4 separate regions of the Mus musculus genome follow, and all the other regions are linked to region 2. Evidence: chromatin contacts called from public ChIA-PET and HiChIP or PLAC-seq data. All regions are on one chromosome and are shown on one strand. The core of a region is the stretch at or near the end of the contact, and the rest is flanking DNA. Distances in the headings are between cores, read along the strand shown.

The links. ChIA-PET counts read pairs in DNA pulled down with a chosen protein or histone mark. HiChIP or PLAC-seq counts read pairs in DNA pulled down with a chosen protein or histone mark.
Region 1: an RNA polymerase II ChIA-PET map of effector CD8 T cells shows a contact between it and region 2, with 18 read pairs. The contact joins the promoter of Snhg12 here to the promoter of Eya3 in region 2. A contact is called at or near these places in 1 of 484 Hi-C or Micro-C datasets (cortical neurons) and 3 of 115 datasets of contacts at active chromatin or transcription factors (bone marrow-derived macrophages, effector CD8 T cells and embryonic stem cells).
Region 3: a contact with region 2 is called in a FOXA1 HiChIP or PLAC-seq map of pancreatic cancer cells. The contact joins the promoter of Trnau1ap here to the promoter of Eya3 in region 2. A contact is called at or near these places in 1 of 39 promoter capture datasets (liver) and 2 of 115 datasets of contacts at active chromatin or transcription factors (bone marrow-derived macrophages and pancreatic cancer cells).
Region 4: an H3K27ac HiChIP or PLAC-seq map of microglia shows a contact between it and region 2, with 5 times the contacts expected there. The contact joins the promoter of Gmeb1 here to the promoter of Eya3 in region 2.

The regions. Positions count from the first base shown.
Region 1 is chr4:132,305,432-132,311,205 of GRCm38.p6, forward strand. Snhg12 (small nucleolar RNA host gene 12) reads left to right here and starts at 3,247. Exons shown (of 5, transcript NR_029468.1): 1 at 3,247-3,476; 2 at 4,407-4,472; 3 at 4,720-4,784; 4 at 5,020-5,073; 5 at 5,403-5,593. Snora16a (small nucleolar RNA, H/ACA box 16A) reads left to right here and starts at 4,034; the gene lies at 4,034-4,169. Snora44 (small nucleolar RNA, H/ACA box 44) reads left to right here and starts at 4,522; the gene lies at 4,522-4,638. It overlaps Snora61 (small nucleolar RNA, H/ACA box 61), which reads left to right and starts at 4,876; the gene lies at 4,876-4,937. It also overlaps Snord99.
Region 2 is chr4:132,635,989-132,642,115 of GRCm38.p6, forward strand. It overlaps Eya3 (EYA transcriptional coactivator and phosphatase 3), which reads left to right and starts at 3,058. Exons shown (of 17, transcript NM_210071.2): 1 at 3,058-3,167.
Region 3 is chr4:132,326,210-132,332,562 of GRCm38.p6, forward strand. Trnau1ap (tRNA selenocysteine 1 associated protein 1) reads right to left here and starts at 3,329. Exons shown (of 9, transcript NM_027925.3): 1 at 3,144-3,329; 2 at 2,260-2,357. The coding sequence starts at 3,170. Rcc1 (regulator of chromosome condensation 1) reads right to left here. Exons shown (of 10, transcript NM_133878.3): 10 at 5,710-6,353.
Region 4 is chr4:132,257,710-132,263,593 of GRCm38.p6, forward strand. It overlaps Gmeb1 (glucocorticoid modulatory element binding protein 1), which reads right to left and starts at 3,840. Exons shown (of 10, transcript NM_020273.2): 1 at 3,782-3,840. Gm28874 (a long non-coding RNA gene) reads left to right here. Exons shown (of 2, transcript XR_390809.4): 1 at 1-2,891.

The sequences.
Region 1 (5,774 bases), core at 1,997-4,496, 330 kb before region 2:
CACAGTTCAGCTGATCCATGCCATAGATAAGGCGTGGGTAACCCAACGGGTTAGCAGTTTCCCTCCCCTATACCCTGCTTCTTTATCTGCTAAGGCCAATCCTCATGGGGTGGCTCAGACGGAACTGTCAACCTCAGCAGCAAAGGTCTGCACATTTCCATCCAGGAGATTTTGAGTTGTGGTTCAAGGGCCACTTACTGGTTATGCAACTGCAGGCAAGTTTCATTCACACCCCCCCCACACCCCCCCAATCATCATGTGGAGGCCAGTGGACAACTGTGGAGTCAGCTATCCCTACCTTTTGTGTGGGTTCTGGGCATTGAACTCAATTTTTCAGAGTCGTGCGTGACCTGCTGAGCCCTCTCACTGGTCCGTTCCATCTCTTTTTGCTTTTTTGGTCCGAGTGCTGGGATTAAAGGCGTGCGCCACCACCCGCAGCTCCGTTCCATCTTTTTGTTTTGGTTTTTTTGTTTTGGTTTGGTTTTTTTTTTTCCGAGAGAGGGTTTCTCTGTGCAGCCCTGGCTGTCCTGTTACTCTGTAGACCAGGCTGGCCTTGAACTCAGAAATCCGCCTGCTTCTGCCTCCCAAGTGCTGGGATTTCAGGCGTGCATCACCATCTGTTCCGTTCCATCTGTTATATACAAGTACGCACAGAGCATGGAGCAGACAGAGGAGGGGTTCCTGCTCTTGGGGAGCTCTCATTCTAATGAGGAAGACAAGGAAGGAAACACGTACTTGGGCTAAAGCAGTAAATAGCTCAGCTGGTAAAGTGCTTGCCACACTGGCCTGAGGACATGAGTGCCATCCTGAGAAGACCCGTAATAAAGCCAAGAGGATGTCAGCAACCTCAGCCCTGGGAGGAGGAGACAGGCAATCGCTGGACATTCTCTTACTCCATGGGCAAACTTCAGGCAAATGAGAAACCAAGTCTTTTTTTTTTTTTTTTTTTTTTTTTTAAGATTTATTTATTTATTATTTGTAAGTACACTGTAGCTGTCTTCAGACACTCCAGAAGAGGGCATCAGATCTCGTTACGGATGGTTGTGAGCCACCATGTGGTTGCTGGGATTTGAACTCCTGACCTTCGGAAGAGCAGTCGGGTGCTCTTACCCGCTGAGCCATCTCACCAGCCCGAGAAACCAAGTCTTAAACAAAAGCAAGGAAAGGGCTGGAGAGATGGCTCAGCGGTTAAGAGTAATGACTGCTCTTCCAAAGGTCCTGAGTTCAAGTCTCAGCAACCACATGGCGACTCACAACCATCCGTAATGAGATCTGACGCCCCCGTTTGGTGTGTCTGAAGACAGCTACAGTGTACTTACATGTAATAATTAAATCTTTGGGCCAGAGCCAGCAGGGCTGGAGGGAGTGGACCGGAGTGAGCAGAAGTCCTGAGTTCAATTCCCAGCAACCACATGAAGGCTCACAACCATCTGTACAGCTACAGTGTACTCATATATATATAATAAATAAATAAAATCCTTTTTAAAAAAGGCAAGGCAAGGCAGTATGGTGCATGTCTTTAATCCAAGCACTCAGGAGGAAGAGGCAGTTCAAGGCCAGCGTGGTCTGTATAGTGAAACCCTGTCTCAAAAAAACAAGCTCCCTAAACTACCACTCCCAGCTTGCTGGGGGAGGGGAGAAGGGGTGGTAGGATCCAAATTGTGGTCTTCATGTTTGCACAGCAAATGCTTTTAACCTCTGAGGCACCTCTCCAGCCTGAAACCTATTTTTTCTTAAATTAAAAAAAAAAAAAAAGATTTATTTATTTATTTATTTATTTATTTATTTATTTTATGAGTACATTGTAGTTGTCTTTAGACACATTGCAGATGGTTGTGAGGCACCATGTGGTTGCTGGGAACTGAACTCAGGACCTTTGTAAGAGCAGTCAGTGCTCTTAACTGCTGAGCCATCTCTCCTGCCTGGAAACCTATTTTTTCAGGTGTATGTAGGAGCTAAGGGGAATAGCTTGGGAGCAGCATGTGGTAAGTCCAGTGACACCCTTCCTAACATTGGGGAAGGAAAGAAATTGGACCTGGAAGGATGCTTGTAATTCCAGCTACTTGAGAGGCTGAGGTCTGCCTGGACAAACTAGTGAGATGCTGTGTAAAATAAAAACAAAAAATAAAAAAAAAAAGAAAATGTTACCGGGTGTGGTGGTGCATGGCTTTAATCCCAGCACCCGGGAGGCAGAGGCAGGAGGATTTCTGAGTTTGAGGCCAGCCTGGCCTACAAAGTGAGTTCCAGGACAGCTAGAGCTCTACAGAGAAACCCTGTGTTGTAAAACCAAAACCAAACCAAAACAAAACAAAAAAAGAAAAGAAAATGTCACCTCTCTACTTTAAACTGTAGACGTGATACAACCTGCTAGCCATCCCCCCGGACCCCCGACCGTGACTTTCCTGTCATGAAGGACTGCAATCTGGAATTATAAGCCAAATAAACTATATTCCCCTATCAAAGAAAATAAAATAGAAAAAAAAAAAAAAAAGGTGGGCTGGAGAGATGGCTCAGCAGTTAAGAGCACTGGCTGCTTTTCCAAAGGTCCTGAGTTCAAATCCCAGCAACCACATGGTGGCTCATAACCACCTGTAATTGGATCTAATGCCCTCTTCTGGTGTGTCTGAAGACAGTGACAGTGTACTCATATATACATCAAATAAATAAATAAATCTTTGAAAAGAAAAGAAAAAAAGAAGAACAAAATTTTGGTTTTTTGAGACAGGGTTTCTCTGGGTAGCCCTGGCTGTCCTGGACCTCACTTTGTAGAACAGGCTGGCCTCGAACTCAGAAATCTGCCTGCCTCTGCCTCCCGAGTGTTGGGATTAAATGCGTGCGCCCCCACGCCTGGCTTCTGAGGGTCATTCTTTAAGAAGATCTGCCAGCATGCTGTTACCCTCTAGGCCATCCCGGGATGCTCCGGGGGAAAACTCCATTTTTTTTTTTCTTCTCTTTTTTTAATTTGCAAAATCTCTTTATTAAGCACATCCAAATGTGGAAAACCCTTTCTAAGATCGGTGTAATTCAAAGTCGCCCGGGAACTTAATCCATAGTGATGGCAGTTGGTCAGAGATTTGAGTTGAGCGCTCTGGCCTGGGTCGAAACCACTATCAGGGCCAGACAAGGAGCAGGAACCCGGCTTTGCTAAGAACTACATTTCCCAGAGGCGCCGTGCGTCAGGTGGATGACGCAGACTCAGTAGAGGGCGCGAGAGTATATAATCCTGGTGCAGGCCGTTCTCAGTCCTTTCTCGCTTCATCCGCGGTCCCTGTCTGTTTTCGTTATGGCGCCTTGTACTTCTACCCAACGTTGCCCGCCCCCCATCTTCCCAGCCCACCAGCTCCGTCCGCCTCTCCGGATGATTCGTGAGATACCGAGCCTGCCGGGAAGGGACCGGATTTTTCCGTCTGGTCCAAGGAAGCACGGGTTATGGCCACATGCGCAGTGATAACTCAGGGCCCCACGCCTTTTGACCCGTGAGTGTTGTAGGCTTGGGGGTGACGGGATCTGGTAAGAGCATTTGTGCCTTTACTGGATTACGTGCTTGGGTGCAGTAACCTTATTAGGATGACGCCAATGGAAGGGCCTGTGACCATTACCTCCGAGCGACCTTTTTGTGATTAACCTCGCTCCTATGTTGGGTGGAATTTGGGTCCTACCACGTGCTAGGCGATCGCTATGTCAACCATAGTATTAAAGCCTTAAAAAAAAAAAAGTCAGGATAATGGGCCCTACAGAGTTGGGCAAGGATTATACAACCTCGGCTTTCTCGCTTTCTGATTGCAAAAAGCCGCCATTTTATTCAGCTAAACCTGATGTCCACAGCGCGTTAAAAAGCGTTTGTAGGCGGTAGGGTCATTAATTTGAGACTGCTTTGGGTTATAGTCAGGAACCTATCCCAATGTCTAAAGCTTCACGTATTGAACTAGGAGCCATCGGAGCCCACAGGATTGCCTTTTCAGGCGTCTCTCTAGTAGGCAGTGGTGAGGCATGTGGCTTGTGGGTTTGAGGTCTAGCAATTGCTATCGCTGTCTGTGGCCCTTATCGAAGCTGCAGCAGCTTCTACATAGCTGCTGTGGTCAAAAAGGTGGCCCAGAGAAAGAATTTTCCTTGACGGTCGCAGTTCTGTTTCCTGTAACTGATCTGCAACATTGTGGAAAATGACAGCTTCACCTTACTATTTCTCTGGAGTATGTAGCAATCTTTAGGCTTTTATTCCTGGGGGGGGTGGGAGGGGATAGGAGGTAGACCGGTGAGTGAGCTCAATCTGATTTACAATTCAGGCCTGTATTGATCATCTATTGGTAAATAAACAATGCCTTGGTCACTGTCACAGTCCCTATAAGGTAATGACTGGGAATATGGAACAAGATTATTGTGGCTAATTCTGTTGCCATTCATCTTAGCTGTTGATGAAGATTGTGAGGAGGGAGACCAGAAGATAATGGACAACGATACAGCAGAAGGGTCTGGTAAGCTCCGTTTAGTTGCACTACCCGGGGAGACCTGAGGCATGTTTCCAAGGGCTGTGGCTGCCTGTAGCCATGGGATCTCCAACTGCATGCCAGAGTAATGGAGAGACTTTGACAGCTCAGGTCAGCACAGTGCCTGCAGCTGCCACTCATCTTTCCTATATATGTATATCAGGCCTCAAGTTGAGCGCCCTCTACCTGTGAGGCTATTGTTCTGTGGTATTTACAACAAATGTTTCTTCTGCAGGTTACACTTGAGCTTATTTCTTGGAAGAGTCTGAGAAGACGGCCTGTCAGGCTCCTAACACTAAGGTAATTGCTGGCTAAGACAGCCTGACCCTCCGGTTTCCCTTTCCCATCGGATCTTGACGCTGGTCTTGGTGGTCGTTAAGGAGGAAGAGCACCCTGAAGCTGGCCTCACAGCGATGCAGTCTGCTGTAGAGCAGCAGGCCAGACTCAGACATGCCTGGGCTTTGAAGTGGGAAAACTTGAGAACTGATCAGTATTGCTGAGTAATGGCTTACTTTCATGGTTTTTTTTTTTTAAGGGCCATGTAACCAGTGAAGCAGCCATTATATATGATTTGGTCTACACTTGTTGGGTAAGCTTAAGGATTGTTAACCCTTTTCCTAAGTAGTATAGCAGAAATTCAGGTTTGCATAGTGGCTAGCCATCTATAAGCCACCTCCATAATTTATGTCTGAACTAGTTAGCTGTTCACATCTGGGGCAAAGATGTGTGCCATGTTGGCTGGTATTTGTCAATTGAACATTGCATGAGTACAGACACTGGTCCATGATGAAACCCATTATCAGTGGACATCTATGGATGAGAAATGCGGATATGGGACTGAGACCAGTTCTTAGGAAAGCCTGAGTTGGGGAATGAGCCTGAAGGTGGAACTAACATAGACTTGCACTTCCTTTTCAGAAAAATTCCACAAGAGGATCTCCTGGAAGCTAGCAGAAGTTTTTGGCTTGTACATTGCCAGGCAGCCATTGGAATCGGAGCTGCAGTCAGATTAAGGCCAGCCTGGCCTACATTGAGAAACCTCATTTTGGGAAAGTGAAATACTTTGTCAATTAACATGCAGTTGGTTCAATAAAGACTTTTGGAAAGTGTCCTCTTTTTTATTTATTTATTTATTTATTATATGTAAGTACACTATAGCTGTCTTCAGACACTCCAGAAGAGGGAGTCAGATCTTGTTACAGATGGTTGTGAGCCACCATGTGGTTGCTGGGATTTGACTCAGGATCTCTAGAGCAGTCGGGTGCTCTTACCCACTGAGCCATCTCACCA
Region 2 (6,127 bases), core at 1,808-4,307:
ACTCAGTTGTAGTTTCTGTGTGTACTTGTAAGACTCTACGTCAAGCCCTATAGTTTTTGGGTTTTTATACGTTTGTTTTTGAGACAAGGTCTCAGTACTGAGACTGGGCTGACCTCCAACTTGGAACAGTCCTCCTGTCTCTGCCTCTGCAGTACTGGAATTACAGGCTTGTGCTACCATGACCTCAAAACACACAAACAAATACAAAGCAAGATGGCTCCAGCTAGAGGTCACTATGTGAGAGGAGGCTAGGCATGCAAACTGAGAGAGAGTTGGGAAAGACTGGTCAAATGAGACCAGTAAGGAGCAAGAATTTCTTTCCTTAAAAGATGCCAAAGACTGGGAGTGGTGGGGAATGTCTTTTATCTTAGCAGTAGAGAGGCAGAGGCAGGCAGATCTTTGTGAGTTTGAAGCCAGCCTGGTCTACATAGAGAGTTCCAGGACAGCCAGGGCTACATAGTAAAACTGTATACATATATGTACATATGTCTATATATATACTACAAAAACAGACTTTTTTTTACATTATCGATTTACCCATGTATATGTGTATGAGTCTAAGTACAGCTTGTATGGGGGAGAGGGGATAGGGAGAACAGCTTGCAGAAACTGGTTATTTACTCCCGCCATGTGGGTCTTAGGGATTGAAACCAGGCCACCGAGTATGGAGGCAAGTATCTTTACCTGCTGAGGCATCCTGTCGGCCCTAGAGCGTTGTTTTGTAATTGCTAATAAGCATAGGATTGATGTGTATGTCCAGTGTGTACTTTGGGAAGAGTGTCTGGGGACATCACATTGTTTGTGGGCTCCCTCTGGTGGAGCTGGTGGTTCATGTCAGTCAAAAAAAAAAAAAAACAAACAAAAAACAAACCAATGAGCAATTAATCTATGCTTTCATGAATTGACTGTTTACTATGTAACATATGTTACATAGTAACATATTGCTAAACATTGCTAAAATACACCCCCCCAAAAAAAAAAAAAAAAAAAACATGCCAGTAGGGCACAGACTCACACCTGTGATTCTAGTACCTGAGAGAAGAAAGCAGAGGAATCAGGAGTTCAAATCCATTCTCAACCACAAATCTAGTTGGGACACAAGAGACCTTATCTCAAAAACACAAAACAAAAACCAAACCAAAAAAAAAAAACCAAAAAACCAAAAAACAAAATCCCAACTAACCAACCAATCAACCACTCCTCCAAACCCAAATCCAAGCCCTTGCAGAACTTATATTCTGGTGGGGAGACCGTACGCCAACCCCCCAAGAAACTGATTGGACAAACGTCATGAGAACAATTATCAGGGGGTAGGAAAGTACAAGGGAGACAATCGCTCCTGTTCTAGCACAGCATCAGAGGCGTCAGAGGCGGTCTCAGTGAGAAGGCTCATTCGAAGATGTAAAGGGGGTGACAAGGTGAAAGAAAGAGCTGTCTCAGGGAAAAGTACTCTAGGTAGAGGGAGTAGAAAGCAGACAGCACCAGAGCCTGCCTGCAGGCTGGGAGAACAGCAGAGGCCAGTCTGTTGTAAGTGGAAGGAAGGTAGGACAAAGTAGGTTAGAGTTCTACTCGAAGAGTAAAGTCTTCTGAGTCCTGTAGGTGATGTAAGGATTTTAGTGTTCACACTGAGACAGAGCCATTGGAAGAAGCACACGATCTGATTAAGGCTTTCACGGGAGGCTCTCTTCTGTATTGAGTATAGGGTAGCAAACATGAATGGGACCCTCAGAATTACATACTGACTGTGGTTCATACCAACACAGGTGGAAAATGGTCCGATTCTGCAAAGACTTTGAAGACAGCATCTACTGATTGTGCTAAGTAGGTGTGATGTGTGAGAAAGAGCAGTTAAGATGCTCGCTCCCCAAAAAGTAGTTGCTTAGAAAATTGTTGAAATAGAAGCAGTTAATAAAAATCTTTTATTTTTATTTGTATTGAAAAGCTAGGTTTTTGTTTTTTAAACTTTGTGGGTTAATCTAATATTTGTAATTCTGGGTCTTTTTTTCTTTTTTTTAAAGATTTATTTATTTATTATATGTAAGTACACTGTAGCTGTCTTCAGACACTCCAGAAGAGGGAGTCAGATCTCATTACGGGTGGTTGTGAGCCACCATGTGGTTGCTGGGATTTGAACTTTGGACCTTCGGAAAAGCGGTCCGGTGCTCTTACCCACTGAGCCATCTCACCAGCCTGGGTCTTTTTTTCTTGAGGGTCTTTCCCTTCAAACATGAATGGAATTGAATACACTGACAACTATACAAAGCCTGTCTTCAACTCCATTCCTCGTCCACACTTGAGTTGTATTTTAGAATTAATGAAGCATTAAAAAATGTTTCTGAGCTAAGAAGGTGGATCTCTTGATTTCGAGCCCAGTCTGATCTTTAGAGGGAATTCTAGGCCAAGGTCCATAGAGAAAAACTTTTCTTGGAAAAACAACAACAAAAAACCACCCCCACACACACCAAAACAAAAACAAAAACAAAAACAACAAAATGTTCCTGAAAACAATTTGCACAAAATGAAGGCAGCTGCAAGTGTAATATAATACTAGGTATAAACTAAATTTTCGGATAGAAATGTTCACTTTGAGTTAGCCTTTCAAGTGTCTTCAAAAGTTCCCATCCATTTTTCCTCTCCTAGTCTTTCTAACTCGACCAATTGCAGTCAACATTTTTCAACTTCGTCGTCCCTTTACGGTAGGAATCACACACATTTTTTTTTTTTAGAACTTACTTTCAAAGATGAGAGCGGTGGCTGGGCATGGAGGCACAAGCCCTAGGCTGAAGGAGGAGGGTCCCCAGTTCGAGATCAGCCTGATCTGACTTTGTTTTGGGGAGGGCGGGAGTACTTTTCACGAAGGCGGCGGCAATTTAGCAGCACCAGCATCCTCGGAAAGTCATCTCGTGCGTAAGATCCAGGGAGTCAATCACGCAACTGGGTCTGCGAGGTGGGCGGGACCTAAGCCTTGCCCCGCCCCGAGACGATTGACTGGTCCTCTGGGTTCTGTCGGAACGGGGTGTGGATTGTTAGGCGGTCCCGCATCTACTTCCGGTGGCTAGGGATGCGCATCCGGGTCACGCTAACGCCGCGGTTTCCGCCACTCTGTTGGTTCCAGAGTGGGTCCGTAATCGTCCCATGTCGTGCTGGGCAGTGTCTGCAGCCGTCTGGTGAGTCCCCGCCGCCGCCAGGGTGTGAGCGCGGTGGCTCGGGTGCAGCGTTCGGGGTCCCGGCTGAAGAGGTCCTCCTTGGTCGTGCTGGGTAGGGGGTCCCGTCACCGTCCCCCTCGTCCCTGCCTGCCGGTCTGCCCTCGAGCTTTTCCCGGGCGTCGCTCTGGCCTCGCCCCTTCTCGCCTAGGCGCCGGGTCTCTGCCTCCCCCTTCTCTCAGCACTTCTTCCCGATCCACTGTTTTTCCACCCGGAGCGTTGGGGTTCGGCTCTGTCCCCCAGCCCTCCTCGCCTGTGACCCTTCCCCCCTCCAGGGACTGGTAGATGACAAGAGTGTTGCGCCTGCCCTTTCAGAGCGAGAGGGCTTCCTCCGAGTCCAGATCCTGGCCGACTGCTCCAGCTTGGAGGCGCGAGGTTAGACTTGAGGTCGCTTCCCCAGTTAGAGAACAACAAAGGCGTCCCCAGGTCCTCGCACTGCCTCAGTTTGCTGGGCTCTCTGGGCAGCAGCGAACAGGTGGCGGACTCGCTGGCGGGCTTGTGAGATCTCCTGAATTGACAGGTCTTCGTCCTGTCTGTTTTGAGTCCTCTGTCCCACGAGAATGGATGTGCACAGCTGAGGCAAAAGTGCGGATGTTCTTCACTCTGCATGGATTTAAAGTTAGAGGACTCCGGGTTTCTAAACTTTTAAACGACTGTGATGTGGTGTGGTGTTGCTGTTTTCTGCCAAGATTCACCAATGTAATATCATTTTCCTTATAAGCCAGACATTGTTTCTTAGAACGTTCTTTTTAACTTCTTTTTCTCTAGTGTTGCTACCATGGTTTAGAAATCATGATCTTAGCATTTTAAAATTTAAGACATCTTATCTTACATTTTCTGGAGGTTTAAAATCATCTATAATGTGAAAAGGGTTAGACTTTATAATGGTTAATGTCCTGTTTCTCAAATTTTGTGATCTAAGGTATATCTAGAGGTACAAATTTGGATAATTCTTTTTTTTTCCTCCCTTCCGGTTTTTGGGGTGTTTGTAGCATATCATTGCAACCATCATTTTCTTTTCGTCATTTTGTGCGTGATCAGTCTAAAATTCAGTATTAATAATTAAATATGTACAGAACAAATAACCGCGTTTATTATTGGTTCCTCTTGGCACAGTTCTCCCTCATATACACATAAGAGAATAGAACATAGACTGCCATATTCCAAAATTGGGCCACTCCCTTCACCTATTTTTAGCAAAGGACTTTGGAGCTTGGCCATGTTAGTCCTAGATGCCACAGAGAAAGACCCTTCTGGTTGGCTTTCAGGATTAACCTGGCCAGGGAAGCCCCTATGAACATTTATCTGTCCTCCCCTGCACCTACACAAACTGGGAAGAGGAGCCTTTGTTCAGCCTGACCTCCTCATTTCCCAGCAACAACCCCAGTAATCGTAGCTGCTCCGTTGACTTCTTTACCTCGAGGTTTGACGAATATTTCTTTTTTTACATATATAGTTGGTGCACAACTTTTTTTCATTTCTGAACTTTATGTTCCTTTCCACCCCTCCACTACCGTCTTCCTCTCCTTCCCTCTGTTTTTGTGGTGTGTTTTGACCCTAGGCTGTTACCTGGAACTTTTGGGATTTGCTATGTAGTTTGGAGATGGCATTGAACTCGTGATCCTCTGGCCTTCTAGACTCTGGGATTACAGGTCTGTTCCACTGTGTTTGATAGTTTTGGGGTGGGCAGGGTTGGGTTTTTTGTTTTGTTTTGTTTCTTTATATACCTCTGACTGTCTGACTGTCCTAGACTCACTTTGTAGACCAGGCTTGCTTCAAATTTACAGAGATCCGCCTGCCATTGCTTCTGCAGTGCTGGGATTAAAGACACACACTACCATGCCTGGCCTACTCGATTGCATTTTAAGCATATTTTCAGTCTGAACCTGGTGAGGTTTTTATAGCCTATAACCAAAGGGAATTTAGAGTTTAAATATACTCCTTCATTGATAATCCAGCTTTAAGAATTAATGATGGGCCAGTTGCAGTGGTACACACCTTTACTCCCAGCACTTCGGAGGCATAGGCAGGTGGGTATCTGGGAGTCCCAGAACAACCTGATCTGCAAAGTGAGTCCAGGACAGCCAGGTCTCTGTTACACAGAGACATCCGGTCTCAAAAAACAAACAAAAAAGATGATGTTTTTCTTCTTTTTTTTTTTTTTTAAAGATTTATTTATTTATTATATGTAAGTACATTCACTCCAGAAGAGGGAGTCAGATCTTGTTACGGATGGTTGTGAGCCACCATGTGGTTGCTGGGATTTGAACTCTGGACCTTCGGAAGAGCAGTCGGGTGCTCTAACCCACTGAGCCATCTCAGCCCGTTTTTCTTCTTTTTTTTAAAAAAAAATTTCTTCTTGGACTGGAGAGATGGCTCAGCAGTTAAGAGCACTGACAGCTCTTCCATATATGTTCTGAGTTCAATTCCCAGCAACCACATGGTAGCTCACAGCCATCTGTAATGGGATCAGATGCCTTGTTTTGGTGTGTCTGAAGACAGTGGTAATGTGTTCATATACATAAAAATAAATAAATCTTTAAAAAATGTTTTTCTTCTTTTTAATATGACTGCCTGGTACCCTCAGAGGCCAAAAGAATGTGCTAAGATTCCCTGGAACTGGAGTTACAGATGGTTGTGAACTACTATGTGAATGCTGGGACTCAAACCTTGGACCTCTGGAAGATCAGCCAGTGCTCTTAAACCACTGAACCATCTCTCCAGCCCACTAAGATCATTTCTTAAAAAAAGAAGCTCTGCACTTGCATTCAGAGCGATGGGTTCTAGTTCTCTGAACACTGTAGACTGTGCGCACAGCATAGTCTTTGTAGGTGATTCTGATGGACTTAGGTTATAGGAATGAAACCGTTAGGATTAAAAATACACGCCATGGCCAGGCATGGTGGCACGGGCCTTTAGTCTCA
Region 3 (6,353 bases), core at 2,079-4,578, 310 kb before region 2:
CTGTAGACCAGGCTGGCTTTAAACTCACAGGGATCCACCTGCCCCTGCCTTCTAAGTGCTGGAACCAAAGGCGTGTGCCCCACAACCCAGCTTGAAAAAAATGGTTTTCAAAACTGTGGGTTTTTTTTTTTTTTTCTGATAGAACCAAACTATTTTTATTTCACTCTATATTCCAAATCAGAAATAACTTTAAGTACAAGAACAGTCAATCTGGCCAGTCCCTGACTGATTTAATAACCAATTATGTATATGTCACATTACCTGTGATGAAATACTGCCAAAAACCCTTAATGTGACCCACCCGACCCTTCAGACCCTTTGTCTAGCTTACTAGAAATCAAGAGTCGTCCCAGAGAAAATGCCAGAATAAATTAATCAAGAAGGTGCTGACTTTTACTCAAAGGCTACATTAAGCTGGGCAGTGGTGGCGCAACCTTTGATCCCAGCACTCAAGAGTCAGAGGCAGGTGGATTTCTGTAAATTCCAGGCCAGCCTGGTCACAGACCAATTTCAGGACGGCCAGGGCTACACAAAGAACCCCTGTCTTGAAAAGCCAAACAAAACAAAAATTAACAGTCCATATTAGGGCACCTGCCTAGTATACAAAAGGCCACTGATTCTTTGTTCAGTTTTAAGGGGCAGGGGGGTGTCACGGGAAAAGCAAAAGGTTGGCTTTGTACGTTATAAGTCTGGAATTCAGGATGATGGCACCTGCCTGTAGTCAGAACACTTTAGATTCTCAAGTTTAGAAGCTGAGGCTAGAGGACTGCCTCCAGTTCAATGCCAGTCCTGAAAATGAGACCCTGTCTTCTACACTATTTGTTTGAGACAGGTCCTCACTCTGGATTCCTGGCAGTCCCAGAACTCAGTATGTAGGCTGCGTTGGCTTTGAACTCACAGAGATCTACCTACCTCAACTGCTGCCTCCAGAGTGCTGGGATTAAAGGCATGTCCTACCACGTCCAGATCCTAAAATTCTTTAATATCTATATTATTTGAGAAGTCTTTGCTTTTTTTTTTGTTTTGTTTTGTTTTCCGAGACAGGGTTTCTCTGTATTGCCCTGGCTGTCCTGGAACTCACTTTGTAGACCAGGCTGGCCTCGAACTCAGAAATCCACCTGCCTCTGCCTCCCAAGTGCTGGGATTAAAGGTGTGCGCCACCACGCCCGGCTAAATCTTTGCTTTTTTGAGGCAGGGTCTCACTATGTTAGCTCTGGCTTGTTGTGGCCTCCCAATACTGGGGTGAAAGACATGCATGCACTACAACCCAGCAACTATTTGAGAATTCTATGCAATGTTATCATGGATCCAAGGTCTCCAACTCAGGTCAACAGGCTTACGAGGCAAGTGTTTGTACCTGCTGGGTCACCTCACTGTCCATCCCCAAACCTTGTACTTCTGAATGCTCCTAATTTCTTGGCAAGAAAAAAAAGGGGGGAGAGGGAGAGGATTGTGTGTGAGGTCACATATACTCAAAACTATATAAAAGAGATATGGTTCAGCAGTTATGAGTTTTGTACTGCTCTTCCAAGGGACCTCAGTTTGGTATCCAGCAACCACCGAAGGGAATATCACAGAATCTGACACCACTGGCCTCCATAGGCACTGCACTCTTGCATACCCTGCTCCCCACATACATAATAAACAAACATAATCAAATGTAAAAATAAATAAAAACAACAACAGCAACAACAAAAATCAAGAGGGGCTGTAGAGATGGCTCAGTGGTTAAGACTGCTCTTCTAGAGGTCCTGAGTTCAATTCCCAGCAACCACATGGTGGCTCACAACCATCTGTAATGGGATCTGATGCTCTCTTCTGATGTATGTAAAGAAAGTGACAGTGTATAAAATAAATATTTAACAAACAAACAAAAGAGCCAGGATTGCTGGCACACCTTGTGGTTGTGGCACTTGGGAGGCAGCGGCAGGGTTGTCATTACAGCCTACATTACTACAGGAAGACTTTGTTTCAGCGTAGAGCAAAATAAACTAAAGCTAAATGAAACACACAGTAACTTAGCAAAGATCACACAACAGTTTTCAAAAATAGGTTCCAGCATCCTGCCCTGAATCACTGGGATACTCAACACCTGAAATACTCAACGCTTCTGCTCTGTAAGCCACCCTCTGTGGTTCTTTCACTACTGCTAGGGATGGCGAGAAGCTCTTACTCCCGCCATATTTATTCCCTTGAATAACAGTGGCAGCAGGCTCTATTAATCGAGAACTGAACGGAAAGATGAAAAGGGAGGTGTACCCAGTGAGGCGGTTTCGGATAATTTTGACGCTCATCACGGTCTCCCCCATGGTGGCAAAGGCTCTAGAGATGAAGTTCTCATCCATGTAGGGTTCCAGCTGCATAAAAACCAGAGCAGAGAGGAGAGGCTCAGGCCCATGACCCGGAGCCCTGTAAGGGGTGGAGCCCCTCCCACTCTGTCCAGGACCCCCCTCTACAGCACTAGAGAGCCAAGCTTCCTACCACGCAATGGGGAACGGTCCCAACCAACTCCTTTACTTCAAATCGCTCCCCTTGCTGGGAGGCGTGGCACACACCGTTAATCCCAGCACTAGGGAGGCAATGGTAGGTGGAGTCTGTGAGTCTACATAACGAGTTCCAGGACAGACAGAACTATGTGAAGGACCCCATCTCAAAAACAACAAAAGAAAAAACAAAAACAAATAAAATAGCTCCCCTTTATAGAACTCCCTGTGCTTCCAGTCCTAATAACAATTCTTGGGGTTCCTCCCACTCCATCCGCCCAAATCATCCCACTCCAAATCTTTCCAAACTGGAAAGGGGGATTCCAGACCCTCTACCCCATAGAGTCAGCATCTGAGGAATCTTCATTCTGATGCCCAGACTCCACTTTCAAAGACTGGGTGAATAGGTCTCGCTACGAAGCCCAAGCTGGCCTAGAACTCACTATGGAGTCTCGAACTGGTGACGATCTTCCTGCCTCGCCAAGTGCAGGGAGTAAGGCATTGGCCACCACACCCCATCTAGCTTCCCGCTGTCACCAAAACCCTTCCTGTTCACGGCCACCCTTCTGGGATCCGAAGGCCCTCTGCTCTCAGGCCCTTCCTCCCCCTACGACTCGAGACCCTCTTGTTCCCCTCAGAGCAGGGGCGACCCTGACTCACGTCTCCCATCCATAGGCTGGCCGCCATCCCGCACCCGGGCGGGGACCCTGAGGGCCTGTGGCGCGCAACCGCGCCAGTCTGCGCGACCCGGCCCGCCCGGAGCCTAAGCCTGCAGCACCTCCTGCGCACACGCTGCCTCGGCGGCCAGAGCGATCCGGGTTTTCCTCCGACCTGTCCGCCGCTTCCGGCCCCCCCAGGGGGCGTTGCTTCTACGGGCTAGGGAGTGGCTCCACGGGATAGGGGCGTGGCCTCGGCTGGGGCACAGTAGGCCTAGCTGGCACCGGCTCTGAAGAGGGTCTCTGTGGGCGGACTGCCCCGCTCTTTAATAAAACCGCGCAAATGCGTCTATAATTATTGAGTTAAGGTTTGCTCTCTGTAGGGAATACCAAGCATAAGAACGGAAGGACAGCTAGTGACCGAAACCCCTCTGGGAGCGCGGAGGATAAGCTTCCGAGGGACTGTGGAGGAGCCGCGGCCGCACAGTGGTCCTCTTGCCCTGCATCCCAGCGAGGACTTTTTGGAAGATGTAGTGGGATTCTTCATTTTCTTAAAGCCCTGAGGTGGAGAGAACTAAAGGACGGTTCTTGATGGTACACTCAAAGTCCATCGTTTTGTGTGTAGTTGGGGGTGGGGAGAGTCGGCGTCGGCATGGTCTCTGTAATCCTTGTTGACCTGTTTAAGTCTGTCTCTAGTCAGAGATCTACTTGCTTCTGCCTGTTTGTTTAATGAACGCCAGTCTTCTCAAAGCATTCCTTCCTTAACGGCTGAGCTTTGGCTCCAGCCCCACACTTTTTTTTTTTTTTTTTTTTTTTTGCCTTGAGACAAGTTTTCATGTTGGTCCCTGGTACAAGCTATATAATCTAGGCTGGCTGTAAACTCTTGGCAATCTTGCTTCAGCTTCCTAAGTGCTAGTTTTACAAGTGAAGGACACCAACCCTGGCTCCTTCCCCGTTTATTATTCTAATCCAATTCACCAAGACTTTACCACAAAGCACAGACGGACCTTTACAGAACCCTCAGTAAACTTGGTTTTTGAGAGCTCCTAAGGTGGTTGTATCCATGCTTCAACATCCAGTTGGTAGCCAACTTAGCAGAGTGGGAAGGTCCTGTGCGTTCAGATTGGTTCTGACAACCAAGTTCATCCTAAGTCCTTTAACTTAGAAAGTTCCCCAAGCCAAGAACTCAAGTCTGAAAACCAGAGGCCAACTATGAGTATAAATTTCCTGTTCCCTTCTGTTACTGTATGAATGATGCTAAGGCACTGGTGAGATGGCTCAGCAGGTAAAAGTGCATTGCACTGAACCTGACAAACACACATGTACACACAAATGTAAAAAAAAAAAAAAAAAGTTTTTCAGAGACTACAGAATGCTTTGGGTCCCATGGGATTGGAGTTAGTATCGTTGTGTAGCACCATGTGGGTGCTGAGAATTGAACCTGGGTCCTCTCCAAGTGCAACTAGTGCTATTAATCAGATCAGAGCCATCTCTCCACCCTGCAGGGAAGGCTACAACTCAAAAGAAGCCTCTGAAACGGACCAATCAGGACCCCTACCCCCCACCCCCCAGAGTAAGCAATAAAAGCAGAGTCCCTCTCAGACCTAGAGGCTGAGCTGCAAAGACATGACTCAGAGAAGCTGTAAAGACTGACCAGCTGCCTGGAAGCAGAAAGCAGCTAAGCTGCCTGAATTCTAAACCAGGGTCACTTAGAAAGGGAACTCTGACTTCCTAAGCTGTACAGTGAGCTGTCACCCATGCTGGGTAAGTTGTGTCACCTCTGCCCCAGTAAGTAATCCCCAGTAAGTTCACTGGTTCACCAAATGAGACTTTGTTGGGATCTGTAATTTCATGTGTTTTGGGCTCCCTACCTGGGGTGAATAGATGTGCCACACAACCCCCAAGGAAAAGGCTTAAATACGCCAGTGGTCGAAAATGCAGGCAAATCAGTAAGAACTTCTAATAATGTGCTCTACTTAAAAACTGGAGGCCGGGCATGGGGGTGCATGCCTTTAATCCCAGCACTCGGGAGGAAGGGGCAGGCGGATTTCTGAGTTCGAGGCCAGCCTGGCCTACAAAGTGAGTTCCAGGACAGCCAAGGCTACACAGAGAAACCCTATCTTGAAAAACCAAAAACCAAAAAACTGGAATTTGGGCCAGGTGTGGTAGTTACATAACTTAAATCAAAAACAAAACAAGACAAAAACTCAGGAAGCAGATGCAGCTAGATTTTTGAGTTCTAGACCAGACAGGGACAAAAGAAAAAACCTCTGGTTTAGGATTTAAAAATTCTACTCCAAAGCCAGGCCTTGATTTCAGCACTCACGAGGCTGAGGCAGGAAGACCAGGTTGTCAGTGGGCTATGCTGAGAGCCTACTTAACAAGCTACCCCGTCTCATAACCATGAAGCAACTGCAGTGGCTTCTACTGCACAACTATCTCAAACACCTCTTGCCTTCTCCAGACTTTGGATTGGATGTATCAGCCATAACCCTAACAAAGGCAGGCTCATAAGCAGGTGTTCCTTTAAAGACAACAAAGCAACTCCATGGACACGCATAAAAACAAAGCCCATTTACAAAACTCTAAGTTTATTAAAGTGTTACAAGATTTTAATCTCCCCTCCAAAATATTATACAATTAAAAAAAATTCAAAACTATTTTCTCAGCCACTGTTACTTTCCTTAGGACCAGCCTCCGCCCCTCCACTCCTCCCTCAGCACCGTTATAAAACAACTCCCACCCCTTTCCCAATACCCTGCCTTGCCTTGACTGCCCAGCCGAGCCCAGCATGGCTATCCAGTCCTCTATGGCAGAAAGGCTGATGGGGAAGGGACAGGTGACACCCAAGGGATACTGGGATGCCTTGTGCTTTGGGAGGACAGTTGGTTTTTTTCAAGTGGGTCAGTGTTTTTGCCCATGGACACCTGTTTAGAGTCAAATATTTGGCTTAGATCACTCAGAGCCTTGAAAAGCCTTTGTCCAGATCTCCCCAGGCATGGGTCCATGACAACTGGATCCGATGACAATACAAACCATCTGTGTCCTTGTAAACTACTGTTAGGAACAGAAAGAGGCTCGTGGTAAGCAGGGCTTCACAGAGTCCCAACTTTTCAGAGTCTGGGCAGCAAAACCCCGGGGCAGGATGTTGCACGTAGTCTTAAGCTACCGTTTTGGGTTTTGTAGGTAATGAGCCAGTGCCAGCTAGGACCAC
Region 4 (5,884 bases), core at 2,590-5,089, 380 kb before region 2:
AAGAATCCTACTGCCTTTGAGTATTGGGACTATATGTGTTGAGCCAAAGACTGTCTTCAGGTACACAGGGTTTCTCTGTGTAGTTCTGGCTATCATGAGACTCACTCTGTAGATCAGGCTGGTTGGCAACTCAGACATTCACCTGCCTCTGCCTCCTGAGTGCTGGAAATAAAGGCATGCATGCGCCACCACTGCCCACCACGAACTTTATTTTTTCAATAAATAGCTCAGATAAGTTACTGGGTCACAGAAGAACTATGGTTCTTAGAATGGTGCTTCTAATTTCAACCTTCTTCCCAGAAAGACTGAGTTCCTGTGGCCATCTTGAAGAAGGAGGGTGGCTAAGTTGTTAACCCTCTCTGCAGAATTTGTACTTTATTCCTTCCATACCTGGAACCCACTTCTAACAGTCGAGCCTAAGAGTCATCTGGAACATGTTTTTAGTGACAGAGAAGAGTCCACTCCAACAAGACAACTGGTAATTCTTAGTAAAATGAAGTCTAGGTTCAATGTCATCATCTTAAGTATCCCACTTCCAGTGAGCACCTCCAGACCAGCACAGACTGCTCTAAGATATATAAACACAAACCTGCCTGCCCCTTGTGTATAGCAACACAAACTCCAGAGGTGAGATGAGCGAGCTGATCCCATGGGTACCTCACAGAGGAGGCCTTGCAATATCCCTCATGAGATGGCACCGCTGTGAGCTCTGTAATTCTATGAGAACGTACAAAACCATGACATAATTTTAATAAAATTTAGTCAAGGATGTAGAAAGAAGCATTGCAGGGGTAGTACAGCTCAGGGCCGAGGCTTGGCATGAGCCATGGGGTCAACCTACAGCAAAACAGTTTTCTCTGTAGTTTGCTTTTTAGTCCTTGCTTAGTTTTGGGCTGGTCTCAAACTCTCTATGTAGCTGTGGGTGACCTCGTGCTATTGAGCCTCCAGCTTCTACCAAGCTCGGGAATGAAGGCAAAAACCTCCACATTCAGTTACTTGGGTATTTGAGAGAAAAGTCTCACTAAGTAGTCCAGGCTGGGCTTGAACTTTCAATCCTCCTGGCTCAGTCTACAGAGAGCTGGGATTACAGACAAGTGCTAACCGGCTGCTGCTCTGCAATTATTTTCAGGGAAGAAAAAAAAAAAGCCTGGTTACCTGAGTTATAACTCTAAACCTCATGTAAAGATAAACGGAGAGAACCAACTCCATAAAATCCTCCAGCCTCTACCCACCTGCACACCATGGCACAGGCACCCCTCCCAACATTATGCATATAGCATTATAAACTTAAGAATATTTAAAGTGAGCAGGAACAAGGCATAGCAGCACTCTGGGGGTAGAAGCAGAAGTGTTAGGGATTCAAGGTCATCTTCAGTTACATAAGAAGGCTGAGACTATACAAAACCTTTGTTTAAAATAAAAACAAAAACAAAAAAAGGAGATGGGTGCCTGCCTGCAAGATGGCTCAGAAGGTAAAGACAGGCTATTGTTATGGAGCATAAAAACCTGAGTTTGATCTGAAGGACACAGGCAGTGGAAGGAGAGACTCAAATCCTGTGTTGTCCTCTGACCTCCACAAGTATACCAGCAAGGCAGGCAGGCAGGCAGACACACCAATATACACACACAGACAGTGACAGGAACATATACATTTTTGCTGTTGTTTTGAGACACAGGCTGGAACATGCAATGTAGTTGGCCTCAGACTAGGATATCTGCCTGCTGCTGCTTTACAAGTGAGTGAGGACAGGAAGAACAGCGTGTGCCACCGTGCCAGGTAATAAATCTAAATTTAAAATCTTAGCCCAGGAGAGGCAGAAGCAGAAAGATATGCAAGTGTAAAGTCGGTCTGGTCTACACGGCAAGTGCCAGTCAAACCAGAGCTACAGAGAAAGATGCCAAGAAAATAAAAAGAAAGAAAAGAAAAGAAAAGCAAGCACGTGCTTGGTATGATCATCTCCCATCTACAAGCACGAACCTGGGCATCTGAGGCAAGACTACCATAAGTTCAAAGCCAGCCAGGGCTACATAGTGAGCCCCGGTGTCAAATAACTAACATACAGAGCAGCCTGGCATATTTTGGAGGCAGAGGCAGGTGAAATCTCTTTTGAGTTTGACACCAGCCAAACTAAAAGGAGACTTTATCTCAAAAAGAAACAAACAAAAGCCAGGCAATGATGGCATATGCCCTTAATCCCAGCGCTCGTAAGGCAGAGGCAGGTAAATCTCTTGAGTGCAAGGCCAGTAAGGACTACAGAGATACCCTGTCTCAAATACCTAAACAATTGGAGGCCAGTTCCAAAACAGCCAGAGCCACACAGAGAAACCCAGTCTCAAATAAATAGCCAAAACCAACAACAAGTCTCCAATTTGCAACTTTATTACTTAAGCACAAAACTCACTAAGTCCACCGTATGCACTTGGTTGTTCAGCCAAAGTGAACTCAGATATAATGAACCCAAGGTCATTTCACTCTGCAGGAAGTATCCAGAGGAAGTGAAGTTCTATATAAATCACAGATTGGATGGAGACTCCTATATAGGTGTTTGAAGGAATCAAGGAATACGTTTTTAAAAGTCACCCCTCTAAGAGTGTAAGAAATCAAAACAGGGCCCAAACTAACCCAACAAAGCTCAAATACACCTACTCAATGAACTTAAGTATAAAAGAAAAACAAGTTATTATATGGTTGAAAAATTAGAAGCGTTAGGCCCAAGCTCTTATGAAAACGTTCCATAATACTAGCCAAGGAAAGGGGGCTGGGCAGATGGCAAGAGTGTACAGATGTGGAGAAAACCCCTACTTCCTGGTTCTCCTAGAGTCAGTAACAGGTCGCATTTTGAGAGCTCAGGGTTTCCTTGCTCCTTGGACAGCCAGGTCAAGACCCTCGGGTAAGATTCTGCCCACATTTCTCTTGCCTCTCAAACCGAGGACACCTGGCCAATTCCCTGTCATTTCTGAAAGCAAGGGGTACCCTCTTCCCAGCAAGTACCTTCTCACTAACCCCATAACCTTAGGCTTCCCTCGTCTCCTGACGCAGGAAACCACCCTACTCTCCACCTAGCCACCGGAGGCCCTCCACTCTGAAGCCCTCACGGGGACCCTTCTCCTTCTTACTGCCCTTCATCTTGGGAAGGACGCTGCCTCCTCTCCTAAGCCCTCCAAAGGACCTTCCTCCTCCTCCTCCTCCTCCTCCTCCTCTCCAGGTCTGGTGGCCCAGGCCTCTCCCCTCGGGCGAAGGCTTGACCCTATTCCCTGCACCCCACCCCCACCCCAGCACGCCGCCCTCTCCCCCGACCCGGCCCGACCCAGGCCTGACCCAGCTCCTCCGCGCAAGGCCCAAGCTCCCAAACCCCGTATTTTTGGGGTGGGGAGGGATTCCCCTGGCCCCTCCGCGAGGACTTCCGGGCCCCTCGGTCCGGGGGCGCCGAGCCTTCCCCACCCCCCCAACCCCCGCCCAGTACGGGGTTCGTAGGACCCGGAGCCTAGGCCCGGCCGGCCACGCTGGGGGCGGCCCGGCGGCTCGGGCGGACCCAGCGGCAGCGTCCCCCCACCCCCCCCGCGGCGCCGCGACGTCCGCTCGCTCCCCGGCGGCGGCGGCGGCACGCACAGGGCGTGGGGAGGCGCCCGCGGAGGCAGCAGCCCCCCGCCCCCTGCGCGCCCGCCCGCCCTCGCCCTCGCCCTCGCCGTCGCCGTCGCCGGCCGCCGCGCGGCCCCCGCGCCCGCCCCCCCCCGCCCCCAGCCCTCGCCGCGCCGCGCGCCCACCCCTCCCCCTCCTCACCGTCTCCGTCGGGCGGGCGGGCGGGCGGCGAGCGGCCAGGGCGGGCGGGCGACGGAGCATGCGCACAAAGCCGCCACGGCGGCCGCCGCCACCGCCGCCGCCAAGCCGGGCTCCAGCACTTCCGGCCGCCGCGGCGGGCGAGCCGGCGCCTTAAAGGGGACGCGTCCTTATTGCGGGCCGCGCAGGGGATACACCTCCCCCCTCAGCCTAGCGATTTAGGGGAGCCTGAGAGCTTAGGCCTTCGGTCCTAGAAAGGCAGTGTTGGAGAAGTCGCGGGAGGCCCCAGGGGACTGAATAAGGTTTAGATGCAGAGGTCATCTCGCCCTGACTCTTGTGGAGGACTAGGGCTTTTCTTTCTCCAAATCCTCTTTATTGACGCTTACAATTTATCAGGATTTCAGGTTACCAATGTGGAATGAAAAGATGCTGCTGAGCATAGATAGTAACCCCTTCCCGCGTCCAAACCATGGCTCTTTGCGCAGGTTTTCCTGCTTGTCCGGGTTCGGAGTTCAAATTTGAACTTCCTTGGAACCGGTACAACAACTGTGCAGTGACTTGACAACTCTAAGCCACCTATTTCCCGAAAGGTACATGTCGTTCATGTACAATGAAATGATACTTGAAAAGTACTTGGGCAAGTTTCTGAGGCCGGGGAATAGTAACTGACAAGCTTTAAGGCAATGTGGTCAGGCCTTGGGGTTAGATGCTTTTGGTTTATAAATTCCTCAGAGCCACCTTACTCTTTCATTCTCATCTTTGAAAGTTAAACAGGAACGTCGGCACGTGCTGGTGGTACACGCTTTTAATTCCACAATTCCTGTCTAGCCTGGTCTACATAGTGGGTTCTAGGCCAGCTGTGGCTACATAATGAGACCTTGTCTCAAAAAAAAAAAGCAAGCCAAACGTAGAGATGAGGGGTGTGAGGAGGGAAGTAGGTCGGTAGGTAGAACACGTGCAGAAGACCCACAAGGGTTATTTCCCATCTTTCTTCCTATAGACATTGTGTTGTATCTGTCTTCTTTGCTTCCAAAGGGCAGGTTGTGGGCTGTGTGTGTGTGTGTGTGTAGAGATGGCACGTTGGGTGCAGGCTCCTGACCACCTGAGTTCCACCACTCGAACCTACATAGTGATTTTTTTTTTTTTTTTTTTTTTAATTGAGACAGGGTTTTCTGTGTAGCCCTGGCTGTCCTGGAATTCACTTTGTAGACCAGGCTGGTCTCGAACTCAGAAATCCGCCTGCCTTTGCCTCCCAAGTGCTGGGATTAAAGGAGTATGCCACCACTCTAAATGTGATTTTTAAAAAAGATATATAAGTGTGTGAGAGCGGGTTTTTTTTTTTTAAGATTTATTATATGTAAGTACACTGTTGTCTTCAGACACTCCAGAAGAGGGCATCAGATATTGTTACAGATGCTTGTGAGCCACCATGTGGTTGCTGGAATTTGAACTCAGGACCTTTGAAAGAGCAGTCAGTGTTCTTAACTGCTGAGCCATCTCTGCAGCCCTTGTTTTGTTTTTTAAGAATTTATTTATTTATTTCATATATGTGAATACACTGTCATTGTCTTCAGACACACCAGAAGAGGGCATCAGATCCCATTACAGATGGTTGTGAGCCACCATGTGGTTCCTGGGAATTGAACTCAGGACCTCTGGAAAAGCAGTCAGTGCCCTTAACCACTGAGCCATCTCTCTAGCCCTTTTTTTGGTTTTTTGAGACAGGGTTTCTCTGTAGTCCTGGCTGTCCTGGAACTCACTTTGTAGACCACGCTGGTCTCAAACTCAGAAATCCACCTGCCTCTGCCTCCCAAGTGCTGGGATTAAAGGCGTGCGACACCACGCCCAGCTTTTCTTTTTTTTCTTTTTTGGATGTGAGAGCATTTTAACTGAGCAAGCACGAAAAGAAACATTGGGGGCTGGAGAGATGGCTCAGCAAGTAAGGTGTGTACTGTTCTTGCTAAGGATCTGAGTCAGGTTCCCAGCACTCATGTGGGTTGACTCATTATTGCCTGTAACTCTTATCTCTAGGGGATCCAACTCCTGTTCTGGCCTCCGGTGATACTGCATTCACGCGAACAAACACACATACAGTTATAAATAAGA